Linked DNA regions of Lathyrus oleraceus: region 2 is linked to region 1. A link is a contact called in public Hi-C data. All regions are on one chromosome and are shown on one strand. Each heading gives the region's core, a stretch centred on a gene start, on an enhancer-like site or on the middle of the called end of the contact. The rest is flanking DNA. Distances are from core to core; before and after follow the strand shown. Region 1 holds the start of LOC127082264. Region 2 holds the start of LOC127086756 (syntaxin-132).

Evidence for each region. Hi-C and Micro-C count contacts between places; a contact is called where the count stands out from the background.
Region 2: a contact with region 1 is called in a Hi-C map of leaf, with 4 times the contacts expected there. The contact joins the promoter of LOC127086756 here to the promoter of LOC127082264 in region 1. A contact is called at or near these places in 2 of 2 Hi-C or Micro-C datasets (both in leaf).

What each region holds. Positions count from the first base shown.
Region 1 is chr5:590,426,055-590,433,693 of CAAS_Psat_ZW6_1.0, reverse strand. LOC127082264 reads right to left here and starts at 4,096. Exons shown (of 1, transcript XM_051022504.1): 1 at 3,542-4,096. The coding sequence starts at 4,096. The coding sequence ends at 3,542.
Region 2 is chr5:590,563,548-590,571,186 of CAAS_Psat_ZW6_1.0, reverse strand. It overlaps LOC127086756 (syntaxin-132), which reads right to left and starts at 3,422. Exons shown (of 13, transcript XM_051027556.1): 1 at 3,238-3,422; 2 at 2,722-2,838; 3 at 2,215-2,271; 4 at 2,087-2,135; 5 at 1,915-2,003; 6 at 1,739-1,812; 7 at 1,611-1,653; 8 at 1,469-1,529; 9 at 1,328-1,353; 10 at 1,159-1,236; 11 at 989-1,069; 12 at 844-909. The coding sequence starts at 3,255.

The DNA of each region.
Region 1 (7,639 bases), core at 2,847-5,346:
AATATTTTGTGCCTTCCAATCATGTGACCACAATTTCTTATCATTATCATTCCATTGTGCTTTCGATTTTGGTACAACACCACCTTAACCATTGGTCATTGTAATTTGATTAGGAGAATTGGTGATGATGTCCCAAACAACTTTATCAACTGAGTTGATATGTATACGCATACAAGCTTTCCAATAGCCATAATTTTCACCGGTAAAAATGGGCGCTCTATTGTACGCTCCTTTAGGTTCGGTAGCCATCGTCTAATAAGCGAATATTGAAACACAAAATTAACTAGAGCTCGTGATACCACTTGTTAGATAATATGCAACGATCAAGGCGAGGGGTGAATAGATCCCAAGTTAAAAACTTGAACAAAAAATATTTTAAAATTTTTATGGCATATCAGAAGTGGCCCAGATCGAATCGTCTAACTGAACCACTATCAAAAAGTCTGGATATGCATAATTACAATTAAAGTATGATAATGAACACAAAATTGATCAACACACTTTCAACCATAATCAATTGAATGAAATGCTAAAAGTTGAGACTATTACCAATGATAAAATACACAAAAATACCATATAGATAAATTATCGAACACCTTGTGTGAAATCAATTTTGTTTAGAAATTTGTATAGTTTTGTTGATCTTCAAATCCAACCACAATCTAAAGGATTGTGATAAACAAAACAAAACCTTTTTCGAATGGTTTTCAAAAGGATTAACCAAACATATTGATTGCACAATAGATGAATTCAATAATTTTCAAATAAAACGTAAAAGAGATAGAAATAGAGAGACAGAGAGATAGTACACAAGGACTTGTTTAGGCAGTTTCCTAATCGACCTCGCTATGGATACGTTTGCCCTCAATTCAAACTCGAATTCAGATGATGAAATTAACCTTACTTTGCAAAATTAGAATACAAGAGAAATCTAGAAATCAAACCCAACAAACCCTAAGTTTGATGTTGATTATAACATTTTTTCTTCCCTTGATATGAGCTTGATCAAGTAACCCAAAAATTCGAATTTGATTCACCATCTCGCACTACTCCTTTGCGAGAACCTTCTGTTCTTCAAAGCCTTCACTCGATCGAATCCAAATTGCAGATTATTTTAACCCAAGATTTACCGATATGATCCACCGTCCCACGCTACTCCTTTGCAAGAAAACTCTTTCTTCAAAACCTTCACTTGATCGGATCCAAATTGCGTAATCTTGTCCAAAGCCTTCAAATCCCTAATTGATCTTGAAGGAAAATACCAACTTGGTTTTCTTATTTGAAACCCTCAAAGATCTCAACCCAGTTTACAATTCAACAACTTAAATTAGACGTTATCAACATATTCTAGATATACCCAAACAAAGAATGATTATGTGTAATTTGTTTGTGTGTATGCATAAAATGTAGGTTGAAGATGATGAGAACTCTTTAAAATCTCAATTTCATATAGGTTTACTCTAGAACTTTACTAAAAATGATGCATGCATGAGGAATATATATGTATGCAAGTTGGAGGCAAAAAGGAATGCAAAATATTTAAAAAGGAATGCAAATTTTTATGATTTTTAATGCATGTGTCAACCTACGTAAGTCATAAGTCGACATGTTCGATGCATGTCTCGACCTATGGAGGCGCAACATTAAACAGAAGCTACAAGCTTTAAAAATGAGGTACATGTGTCAACCTGTAACTCATATGTGTCGACCTGTATACCTTTTTCCCATAAAAATTTGTTTTTCATGCATGAAATCTTTTCTAACTCATTTCAAAATGTTTTTATGCTTCATAATGCTAAGATGCACATTAAGACGCGAGGATATCATCCAATATACATAAACACTAAAGTATCCTAGTTTTGACATCATACAAAATACATCTAACAAAAAGTTATACTCACAATAACGATGAAGCGCAAACTCGCAACTCTTCCATCTGTTTGTTCAACGACCAACTTCTACAGATCTATAATCTCACACTAACGAGTGGTGAGGTTGACATACTCCTAGAGATGTTGGTCTTTCACGTCGGCCCGAACTATATGTTCATAATCTTGCATTCCCGGTTGTTCATAGGCGCGTTGAAACATCGGGAACTCCGTTGCCACCTGGAGGTTGCGTTACTATGAAGGTCATAGGTTTTGAAAACGTTGTGTGAGGATCCCGTCAATCCTTTCACGACTTAAGAATATTTGACTTCATTTCGTGATCTTTTCATTTCTCTTTATGCTTGTGCCGATTGAAGGAAGTTTAGGTGCGGAAACTCCTCCTTACATAGTGATTTTCCTTGGCCTCATCAACATCGGGAGTTGGAAGTGGTTTCAGGTTAAAAGATTCGAAGAACTTCTCTACAAAGGTTTTTCTGTCCTATCTTACCAATTTTTATCGGGTAATATGAAATTATTGAAATTTACGAGAATCGGAAATCGATTTCCATAGGCGGCCCCACTTTTTTAGATCGAAACTAGAATTATGTGTGAATTGGGATGATCAACTCCTGATGCGGTGTTGCAAATCTTCGACGTGGTTAAACACAGAGGGATGGACATGCAAGTTTAGGATTCTGAATGCCGAATTTAGTGAAAGAGTCCAATAAAAATTGAGTGAGATAAAAAAATATATACCTTAAGCCTTAAGCATGGATATATATATATATATATATATATATATATATATATATATATATATATATATATATATATATATATATATATATATATATATATATATATATATATATATATATATATATATATATATATATATATATATATGATCAATAGATGGACTTTTCTTAATTAGATCTTTGTCCGATAAAAACAGTAGTAACTTGAGTAGTTTAGCTGTAGCGCAACAAGGATAGATCCCTGATTTTTTTCTCGGATGAATATAATAGAGGCTTTTTGAATTTAGGAATAAATCTTGATTTTGCGCTAAAAGCATTACGGTTGGAATTTGGTCTTAATCAAAATCTTTAGCCATTGATTGTGGTGGTGGGAATATAATTTTCTTAAAACTTGATATCCTGTCTTTAAACTCTAGGAATTTGCAACGTTCCAAATCTACACCTCCTGGCAAACCACTAGGGGTTTGAAAAGATTGTTAATATCTACTGATAAAATATCATATTATAATATTGATAAAGGAAATAAATGCATTTATTGAATAAAAGTCATTTCATTATCATAATAAAGGAATGATACAAATGGTTCCTCATATAGTTCAGTATAACACAGCCGTTTAACTGACTCTAGTAAAAGAGAAAGTGGATAAAACTCGTCACAGTTTTTATACTGACCAAAGACTAAGTCAAATGTGAAACTTAGTACTATAAAATATATTTCTCTTTGGAGCTTTAAATTTTGATTTGCCGTATTGTGGGAAATCAGCCAAACTGGAACTGCATTAGTGCAATATGACATTAAATCAACAAACACATGTTTTTTCCCTTAAATTTAAAATTACACATCAACATAGAAAACTATGATATAAAATTACATTTATATCGCAAAGTATTTGCACAAAAACTAGCTTTTCCAAACTAAAATAACTTGATTCTAGATATACAATTGCTCTCAACACCATTGGAAGTTATATTAACAGAGATGTTACATGAGCAATAAGCTATAGCCTTCACTTTGATATATTTCAAAACGATTGCTTTCCCAGGTAATTCAGTTGTTGAAGTCAAATTAAACACCATTCCATTCTGTACAATATCTGACCAAAATTTAGGATTCTGTATCAACTTTCCCACCATAAAATCTGCATTAGTGGTCACATTAATTTCACTACGAGCTGGAACAAGTTGTGACTCAATTGGAACATTTCCAACAATAGCATCATGATAAGTGACATAACCTATGGAATTTTGATACTTGAAGCTTCCATAGTTTGGGTTCAATATTGTGATAACCATGCCTAATGTCATATTCATGGTTATATTTGGTGAAAGTAAATTAAAGTGAGGCAAATCGACACTAATAGTAGGATCCTTTGGCTTAAAGATGGTTAGAATCAAAGTTAGAATCACAATTGTGACAATGATTAAGAATACTGTAGATATAATTAAACAGAATTTTAGGCCTTTAGCCATGAAGAAAATTTTGATATCTACGTATGAAATAAAGTTGCTCACTATTGTTAGATAGAACTTGTTTTTTGGGATGGAAAATCTATATGAATATATAATGATATATTTTAGTCATACTTTCCTATAGCGGAATATATATTGATTTAGTGGTCATAAATGAAAACAAAATTATGGCACTTAATTGATTCCTAGTTTGAGTTTTACTATTGAGATTAGAACCCGTACGAGCAAAAGAATCGTAAATTTTTTAAGCATATATTTTGCTTCTACCCATACAAAATTAAGTATTTATATAACGCAGACAAAATCAAGGATATCATATTTGTGATACAATTTTTTTTTGTTTTTTTTTTACCTCAACTGCTTTACAACTTAAGTTTTAGATTGGGTCAATTTTTTTAATAGTAATGGAGATAATATGTTAAATAAGAAAAAATAAAAGGATAGACAGCACATGATACTACAAAAAGCACAAACTATGTTAAAAAAAAACCGGTAAGGCAACGGCTAGATGAAAACATAAATAACCTTAAGCAAAATTATAAAATAAATATAAACCTATTCAAGGTCAAAAGCAACACACCATCAAAAAGCGAAAGCTGGAAGGAGGTAAAGTCGACCACTTGTAGGAGAATGCAGAGGAGGAAAATTGGCCTACCATCACTCCTCTAAATTCAAAGGTGTGTTTGGGTTACGTTTTTAGTCAAACATGGAGAGAGCACAAATCACATAATGAAAAATGGTTCACTTTCACGACAAACCAATTATCAAATTCATCAAGTGATTAACCGACAAACTCTCCTAACAAGAAATGATTTTACACAATTTCTATATGATTCAGACCACTGAATGTCGATTCGAAAACATGAATGTCTAAGACTTTTTACTTTGACGTATCCCCTAAAAAAATGTCTAGAACCATTAGGATCTGACAAGGAAGAGGTAAAGTCATTCTCACCCACCTAAGCACCATAAACAAAGAGGGGACCTCGTATTGAACAAATTAATGATTTAAAAACTCAACCTACCCTAAGCAAAACTCACACCCAACTCGAGTATCAGTAGACACAATACAATGCCTAGCAAGATTTTTCCTAGTTTACACCCTATCTTGAAGAAACTACTAAGAAAACACCACCATTTTGAAAGGAGTTCAAGACTTCCAAATCTTGAATCACCCAAGGAGGCCTATTATCAACTCCCGCCACCAAGGAGGAAAGCTTAAAATAAACAGAACTCCAAGAGGAGCTGATTTGTTCCATTTTTATTGTTCCCTAGGCGAACCAATGTGACGACTGGATGAAGAAAGATCAAGAGAGGAGATTCCTTTCCACTAGTAAGAGGCTTTCCTACGACCCTCGAACCGACAATCACCTAGGGAACACCTCACTTGAGAGACATATCTAGTAGAAATAATCTTCTTCCACAGAGATGGTCTATCCTCAAACAACCTCCACCCCCGCTTATTTAAGAAAGTCAAATTCAAAAACCTCAAATCCTTAACCCCTTAACCACCTTGTTGCAACATAGAAGCAAGTGTGGTCTTTATTGTCTCCATAGGGATCGATTCTGTTTTAAAGATTGTTTAATAGTTTATAAGACTTTAAGTATGGTTTATTATGTGTTTGATGATGTGTGAATACGAAAAGTAAAATAACATAAAATAAAATTAACTTTGGTGTTTAAAATTGAGAAAACTTATTGATGTTAGATTTCATGGACCTTATCTTATGTAATATCCTTGATCAATAGTATGTCATTCTAATAACCTATTAAAATTACCGCTTGTTGCTCTCATTGCAGCTCATGTATGAGTTAAATACGTGAGATCGGTCTTATTAGCTAATATATGATATCTCTATCTATTAACCAATACAACAACAATAAGCTTCAATAGTTCATACGGATGCTGAATTTAAATCTATGTCTAGATTTTAGCATATCCAATATATGAAATGCTTGGATCTAGTAATAACAATTATCTTTCACATATGAAGTCATACAATGAAAAAATGTTTTAGGTATCTAATCCAAAATATGCATTAAGAACAAAGAATTCGTCAATATTAAAGCTTAAGAAGAATTACATAGAACACCATGATCAGGATCGAAACATGAAGATTAGGACGACTACATCTAACCCTAACAAAAAATAAATTTAGCTACGGTTATTCATCATATCTAAATCATAGAAGAAATATGTTGAGAATCATCTATTATCGAATCCTCGAGTAGTGCTTATGCAAACAATATTCTACTCTTTTTCTCATCTGTTGTGTTTTCGGTCCACAATTGACTTCTTTCACACCCTACTAAGAATACTACCTAATTACACCAAGTTATATCAAGTTATATTCAAATAAACTTCCTGAAAACCTATTTATAGGGGCATGCCTTTGTCGCTAAGAGATGTTTATAGCCCACTTAGCGTGCTTATAATCTTCCATGTTAAGAAATGTCAGCTCATCTGCAAGCGGTCTTCTCTGCCTTAACCTCCGTTAGTACGCATCTAGATTTCTTTGAGATCACAACCTTTATTTTTCTTCAAGTAATTTAACCATGAAGCTTTCTAAACAATCATATCTCACTTAACGCGCCTACTAGCATGCTTTGGTTTCTGACTGAGGTTACTTGGATGTTTGATGCCCTTTTCTGGCTTAGCGAGGTCTTGTCTTTGGTTAAGTTATCCTTGATGCTCGAATGGTGCATTTTGTCTTCTTTTGTTGCTTTCTTGGTCCTATTTACTTGTACTTAATAGATACATAGTTAAAGACTTCATAAATGCATTTTATCATGTTTTTCTGATAAATTTGGATTTTTTCATTGATTGCTTGTAAAATAAGTTAAAAAGTGCCTATGTATTTTATGTATTTTTTGCATTCCCCAACTTATATTTTTGTTTGTCCTCAAACAAAATCACTACAGATGGTTCAGGAAAATTTTCACTTTGCAATGTTCATGAAAGGTCTCAAGACTTTATCAAGAAGCTTTTGAAATTATTTTGAAGTATGACAGGATTTTTATTTCAAATGCAAGTTCATAATCAACATTATAAGCATCCATCAACTATAGCATGAAGATGAAAAAATATGATACTCTAAAGTATGATTTAAAATATGTTCAGATCAATAGTCAATTTTTCATCAGAATCATTAAGCTATGGATAAGCTAGACGCCGATTAAACCAGAGTCGCCACCGCGCTTTTATTGTTTCCAAGGGAAAAGGGAAAAGTACAAAAAAAATCCAAAAGTAAGAAGTTTTCAAATCAAAATTAATAAAATGCCAGAGATTACAGGTAAGGGGGTTGGTTACACAAAGGGAAGATGTTAGCACCCAAAGTGTCCTAGATACTCCTAGGGAGTCCTTTCTTGTGTGCATATGTGTTTTTGTACAAACGATGTTTGCAATAAATAGAATGGAGGGATGAGAAAAGAATTCATTAATTATATTTTTTGTGTTTGACAAGACCTTCGGACTCGTGTCTACGTACCAACATAAAAATGAGGGATCGAAACCTCGTAGTTTGTGGTAACAATTTCAAAGTG
Region 2 (7,639 bases), core at 2,173-4,672, 140 kb before region 1:
AAAACAACTCGTTAGATGATCACACATTAGAGCTAATAGTTATAATTAACACTTGTTTTTTATATAAAATATGATATGTAGGTGGTTAAAAAAATCAGAACCAATATCAAGAACCAAGTACCGTGTTTCTGTCAAACTCATTGTGAATCCAGGCATATACTAAGATGTTTTTGTTTTTTATAACTAAATATGGAACTTAGATTAACCTTATAAAGAGGAACAAAATCAGAGAAACCGGCTTTAGAAGAAAAACAAGAAATGCAATATTTGTCACAAGCAAATGGCAGCAAAACCATCTTTAGAATGGTACAATACACAATGTGATAAGAGGCCTGATAAACATTTGTGGGCTACAAAGAATAAGAATTTCATATTGTGACACACACCGATGTATTACTAAGTCAGAAGACAAATCACACCACACAAATCAAGCAACATACTAAAAAAAAGGTCTTATAAAAAATCCTGTTCTATGATGTTCCCGCCGACACATGCAAATGCTTTCGTGACCAACCAAGCCAACACAACTCTTATATATAGACAACAGACAAAGGGACTCGGACTCAAGCGCCCTTGTTACTCTTCCAAGGTTTGATAACACCGACAACTATGATAGCTACTATTATTAACAGGATCACGATGGCAATGCACATCCATTTTCGAGAGTTCTTCTGGAGTTTCTTAGCACTTTGAAGTGCAGTTGTCCCTCTCTGGACATGATCTACTGCATTGTTGACCTGAACAAGCCTCTTATTAACGCAAATTGAACTAAACGTGCGCTGCATTCTACATGCAAACATATATATATACAGAAAAAACAAGGATGCGAGAACACAAACAAACCTGGCTTTCAATGTTGTCTAAAATTTCTCCTTGAGCATCAACTAAGACTGCCATGTCGAGGTAAATCTGAGAAATAATAACGTAGGATTAGACATACTCACTATTATTACTATCATTGTCCACTAATATGTTCTTGCAAGTAAACCTGATGTAAATCAAGAAGTTTTTTCTCGATTTCTTTCACAGCATCGTGTCTCTCCTGAATTTCTTCTACCGTGTTCACTACCTGTAACAGCCCAAATTTTATGAATCAAACTTTTACTTTAACAAGTTTTGATTTTCCACACAAACAATGACAAATCATAAATCAAGTACCTGTCCTCGGCCAGCTTCAAGAATTGCTTGTTGGAAGATTTGCTCGCTGTTTCCAGTTTCTATCAGGTGGTCAATCGTCTAACATAGTCATTAAACAAACAGTTTATAACCAAAACTTAGATTTATCCAATATCTCATCTCATGTAACAAATTCATGAATCAAACTCACCTCATCATCTGGCCTAGTTCCCGTGACTGTTAGAATTGAGTCAAACAAACAATCACAAAGTTAAAAACACAAGGACATGATAACTATAGTACTACAGTAAGGTAACACGGTTAACTTCATCGAGGGAGTAAAACTTCAAACCTGTAATAACTCTTCTCTCCACAACCTCACGATATTCATCTTGTATTCTTTGTCTCAGAGTCTGCAACATAAACATTGATGATAAGATAGATATAAATACGTAAAAACGGCTTCTAGTGTTACGTGGTTCGGATTAAAATACCTGAAACTCTGTCATAAGATCCCTGAATTTTTTAGTCAAGGAACTGCGATATCAAGGAAAAGTAGATATTTCAGCTTCTCGGGAAGTTTTATCAAGTAAGCTAATAAAAATATGTACTATAAATTTACTTTGTCATATTCATCCTTGCTCTATCAATACCGGTTCCCTTCTCACAGCCAGGCTTTTGTCTATTGTTCAGATTCTGCACACAAAAAAAGTCCCAATTAAATAACTCCTTTACGTGTCTGAAATTTATATAACAAACCGACATATGCTAAAAAATATCCATCAAGCATCCACTTACTTCTCGGTTGATAGCTTCAATTTTCGCTTTGACACCATATGCAATCTTTCCAACTTCATCGATATCTTTTTCCATCCTCTTCTTGATAGCTGAGAATGATGTAAAAGGTCAATTTAGTCAACTTGAAGTGATTTTAACTAAAAACAATACAGAAATTGCGTATAAACAATACCCTTCATGGAAGATGCCTTTGTAACAGCTTTTGATTCCTCATTAGCTTCCTGCAAAAAGTGCATTTAGCAACAGCTATAAACGAGACGGTGCTGCTACAAAATACTTAACGATGAAGATAATGGATACCTTTAGCTTTTGAAGTAGCACAGATAGCTTCTCAATTTGTTTATCGGCGTCTTGGATCTTATAAAGAAATAACAAAATATCAGTAAACTTAGGATATTCAATAGACGTACTGAACAAAAACAGCTTGAAGCAGCAAAACTTTTCGGGTTTACATGTGTTCGGTTTCACAGTAGGAAGAGTCAAACGTGATTCTAGACGCATAAATGACATGTCCGATCTGAAGCTAATCTTCGAAAATCAAACACAGTTCCAAACATATATGCAAAATTGATTTTGAGTTTTGACATGTTTGGACAATGTTGATTGGAATTGATTCTAAGTGCTCCATATTCAAACACAAACTACTTCATATTCGACTTACTTTAACTAAAATCAACTATACAGAATCAATTCATTCAAAATCAATTCCGGTACCCGCATAACCAAACACACAAATACAAAACACCAAATTAACATTTTCGATCGATAAAAGATTAAAAAGAATCAAATAGCAAATACATAGTGTACCTGTTTATTAAAAGCTTCCATTCCCATATCAGAATTGCTTCCTGGAACCTGCATTCCCATTTCAATATCACCTTGTCTAGAAGGCTGCCCATTAGTAGCCTCACTAACAAATGAATCCTGCAACAACAAAAAAGGGTAAAAAAACTATCTTTACACTTTGATCTCAAGAGACAATAACATGATACTTTACTCAATCTAAGTCAAATCAAAAAGCCAAAAATCAAAACCACCCAAAATCTACATAGGGATTAACTATGATCTGAGTTAAAGCACAAACCAGAAAATTCTCCAATCCAATAGTGATAAAATCAATTTTAATTTTCAGATGAGTCCAGGATTCAAAGCTAAAAATTGAACCTCACTTAACAATTCACAATAAAAAAATTAATCATAGTATGGCACTTCATAGTATACAAAGAGTACCAAATCTGAGACTGGAATAGATGAATTTTGCAAAAACCCATGATCAAAATTGAATTTTTGGGTGAAGAGAGGGAATTAGAGATATGAACTTACAGTAAGAAGGTCGTTCATGTTGAATTCAGAGAGAGAGAGGAATGTCGAAAGAAGAGACTAAAACGGCAACAATAATTCTGTAAAACGACAGCGAAGTTATGCTAGGGAGAACGAGGCAACCCACGAACTCTCTCTCAACAACAATGCCTTTTGTTTTTGTTTTTGTTTTTTTTTGTCTTGTTTTATCTTTATATTTTTATTTTGAAGTATAAGAGGATTTCTTGTCTTGTTTAATGTTTTCAAATTTCAATAAATTAGTTCTTAAAAATAATAGAGTAAATAAATATCCAATGTAGTATTTGACTTTTTGACCAAAAGAAAAATATCAAAAGTAGTTGCTTTTTGTAAAAGTATTTTCTTGGATCAAAATTACAACAAGGGGTTCATTCCACCAAATTTTATTGGGTTCATTACATTTTACATGCTTCTTCTAAATTCTATAAAATTTAAAAATGTTTTTACTTAAAAGTTAACTTCCATAAAATATTCGAATGATCTTTTGAAAAAATTTCCATCTGGATAAATTACTTGAGAATAATCAATAATTCAGTAAATAAGTACATTATGCATCAACCTATAATATATATGTTTTATTAAATTAATTCAATGGATAATCAATCATACATACACTTTCAATTACAATTACATGAATATGAATTAAATCTAAGTTGTCTTATTTGTTTAAGAGATGAAATTCTGACTTAAAAAATATGGGTAATAAGTAATTGTTGAAAATATTATTTTAATAGTTAATTAACGTATCAATCAATGAAAAGAGCAATACAAACTTATGTTATATTTATTAGAGTAAAATTTAATTCAAACTTGTTAAATTAGTGAATATTTCACAACACTTAAAATAAAAATAAAAAGGCACGAGAAATAGCACTACTTCTGGTAGAGTTGGTGACCTTTTGGGAGATAATTGCGCAAGGAATATATTGGCTAATGGACATATGGACTTTAATAATTTATTAGCCTTTGGATGAATCTAATTTAACCATATGGAAAAAAAATGTTCGCTGCCCCATTAAGACTTTATTGTTTTTTTTTTCTTCTTTTTTACCTTATTTAAATAAACAGAGTCCTCTTTAAAGATATACAAAACATTTTTTATATTTAAACTAGGAATATATATATATATATATATATATATATATATATATATATATATATATATATATATATATATATATATATATATATATATATATATATATATATATATATATATATATATATATATATATATATATATATATATATATATATATATATATATATATATATATATATATATATATATATAATTAAATAGGTTTTCTTAAAAAATTTTAAGACAAAAGTAACTTCAACTTTTTACAAAGTTTGAAACTTTTGTATATGAATTTTTTCTGAATGCTACTAATATATTTTTGTAAAATAATTATTGTTTAAGTAAAGAAGTGTTTGTTAGATAATTTCAAGGGTCTATATGTTCGATACTCAAAATATAATGTCTACTTGTTTTACCTTTAAAAAAATAGTCTTTTCTTTGTTTTTAAAAGTGATTTTTATAAAAATATTTTTTTAAAATATTAATTTTTTAAAAAATTTATTTTTAATAAAAAGATCAATTTTAACATCTTATAACATAAACATATGTTATTGAAGACTAAAATATAATTAAAATCACAATTTAAAAAAATATATATTTCAAATCTTTTGATATCCAATTTTTTTAAAATAAAATAATAAAATACCTAAAATAACATTTTAAAAATAAATATTGAAACCAAATTTTCATTTAAAATTTTATGAAAAAATTCTTTGGAATTTTTTTAAAACAAAAATATGTAATATTATAAAAATAATTTTTAAAAAATCTGAAACAAATGAACCCAGAATGTCGTGAGTGTGATTAATTTAAAATATAATGTATGAGTTCAATGTTACAATTTTAATGTTAAAACTTTAAGAGATATAATTTAACTTTTTTACTGTCGATTTTAAATAGATTATTAATGGCATTTTAATTAATACTATTTTTTATTTATTATTCAAAATATAATAGATTGTGATAAATTGGATAAAAATAAGATTTGATAATGACTATTATTTATATATAAAAATCTTATTAGTTGTTAGTTGTACTGAGATAATTTTATTAGATCATAAGAACGAATAATGTATAAAGAAGAAAGGAAAGACAAACACATTGACGAAGGACAAGCTTTCTAGCGAAGTCACAGGCCCCCGAAGTAACCCTCACATATTCAATAAACATGGGGTGTAACATGTGTGCATACGATGACTAATTGAAGATATAGCCAATACGGAAAATCGACCCCCCCTATTCTAGGGAGAACAAGTATCCTTTTGGCCACATATTTGGTCATGAAAGCAAAGAAATTTGCTTTTTCGATTCTCTAGCCCACACCCAAAGAGCCTATACAAATATCTCTGACTTAGGGCCAAAGAGAGATCTCTAAAATTTCCCTAGAAAAGTCATATACAGAGCTTCTCACCACTCTGTGTTAGCTAGTCCTAAACACTGTCAAAATATTCTAAACATCACACACAATCCTACAAACACATGGCTAACATCATTGTACTTTTTTAGCAAGTACAATTGGTATCCACCGTGGGGCCTGGTAAAATTGACATGAACCTCAATCTCAGTTAAGGTGACATGAATAAATACATCTCTAAACTAATTCAAATTACGAAGAAAGAAATTTGAATAAGGAAAATTGCCACAATATATGAACGTTTTGATTAACAAGACCTTGAAGAGCGAGGTTATAGAACAAGACCTTGATTAACAATTGGTATGAAAGCAGATGCCTAAGAGTTGGAAAACCCGCCTTTATAAAGTCTCGCCTGGGGGATTTGACTATCTAAGTCTCGCCTAAGGGACTAGACTATCTAAGTGTCGCATGAGGGACTTGACTATCTAAGTCTCGTCGAAGTGAATCGCCAAAGTACGCACCAACCTCAAAAGGTTTTGTTATCGTCCTAAAAGGATTTTGCACATGAAATTTATAGGGTACTAATTGAGGTCGCCCCAAGAGTTATCCATATTTTTTCTATTGATGAACAAAACTTATGCCAAAAAGATTAAATATCTAGTCACAAAGGATTGAACATGCCACTTATCTCATGGAATGGGCAATAAGTATAGTGCAACCTACATGTATGATAATACCCCACCTTAGTTTTCATGCCTGACGAATTTCTATCGAATTTTACATGAGGAAATTTCCCCTGGGCTTTGCGCTGAGGGACTCTTACCCGAAAAAGGCTTGAAATAATCATCACATGAAACCCTATCCACAACCATTTAATCACTTCAGCCTTTTCAAGCTCCCATGCTTGAGATACTGTGTACTGAGATAATTTTATCAGGCCCTAAAAAAGGATAACTATAAAGAAGAAAGTAAAACCAAGCACACCGGTGAATGTCGAGCTTCCTAGCAAAGCCATAGAACCCCAGATATGGAGCATAAGGCCGCCTAGATTCAATGATAGGTTGACCTATTAAGATAGATAATCATAAAGTAACCCTAACTTATCCAGTAAGTATGGGTGATGATGTGTGTCCGTACAATGTCTGAATGATAGTCAATAATGGAAAAACCGTTTCCCTCATAATTTCAGGGAGAACAAGTCTTCTCTTGACCATGTTATTTGGTCACGAAAGTGAATAAAGCTCCTTTTTTATTCTCTAGCCTAGGCCCAATGAGCCTCTATAAATAATTTAACCTTAGGGATGAAGAAGGATCTCCAAGTTTTCCATAAAAAAATCGTATACAAAATTTCTCATCACTTTGCGTGAGCTAGCCCTAAACAATGTCAAAGTACCATAAACACCACAAATAAACCTACAAACATAGGGCTACCCTTATTGTACTTTTTTTAGAAAGTAAATTAGTTAAATATGACACATAAATATATTATATTTAATGGATCTCCAAGTAGTTAAATGAAGACTAGTCGAAATAGAGGCATATGAATGCAAACTAGATGTGTCATTATCAAGTTCATTGAGATTCACAAGGTCATGAGAGTGTTAGAATTAATAAAAGACATATAAAACTTAACACCTCTATATTTTACTCGTGTTCCAAGTTTATAACTCCATTAACTAAAACAACTATTTTTATGGAGACAAGATCTTAAGTAATAACATATAAGTCGATAATGGGGACATAAATGTCACAAGATATAGGATAATGAAAGAGGTTTCCACATACACCTAGTAATGGTAAGAAAATACACATTAACCACCAAAATAGTCCACTAAGGAGGAACTTAATAGGACATGATGTTTTGGCCACTACAACAAGTTTTGTCTATAAATACTTCATACACAATTAATTTATCATTTTATATTTGCTCTTTATCCTTATTCAATTTTTAG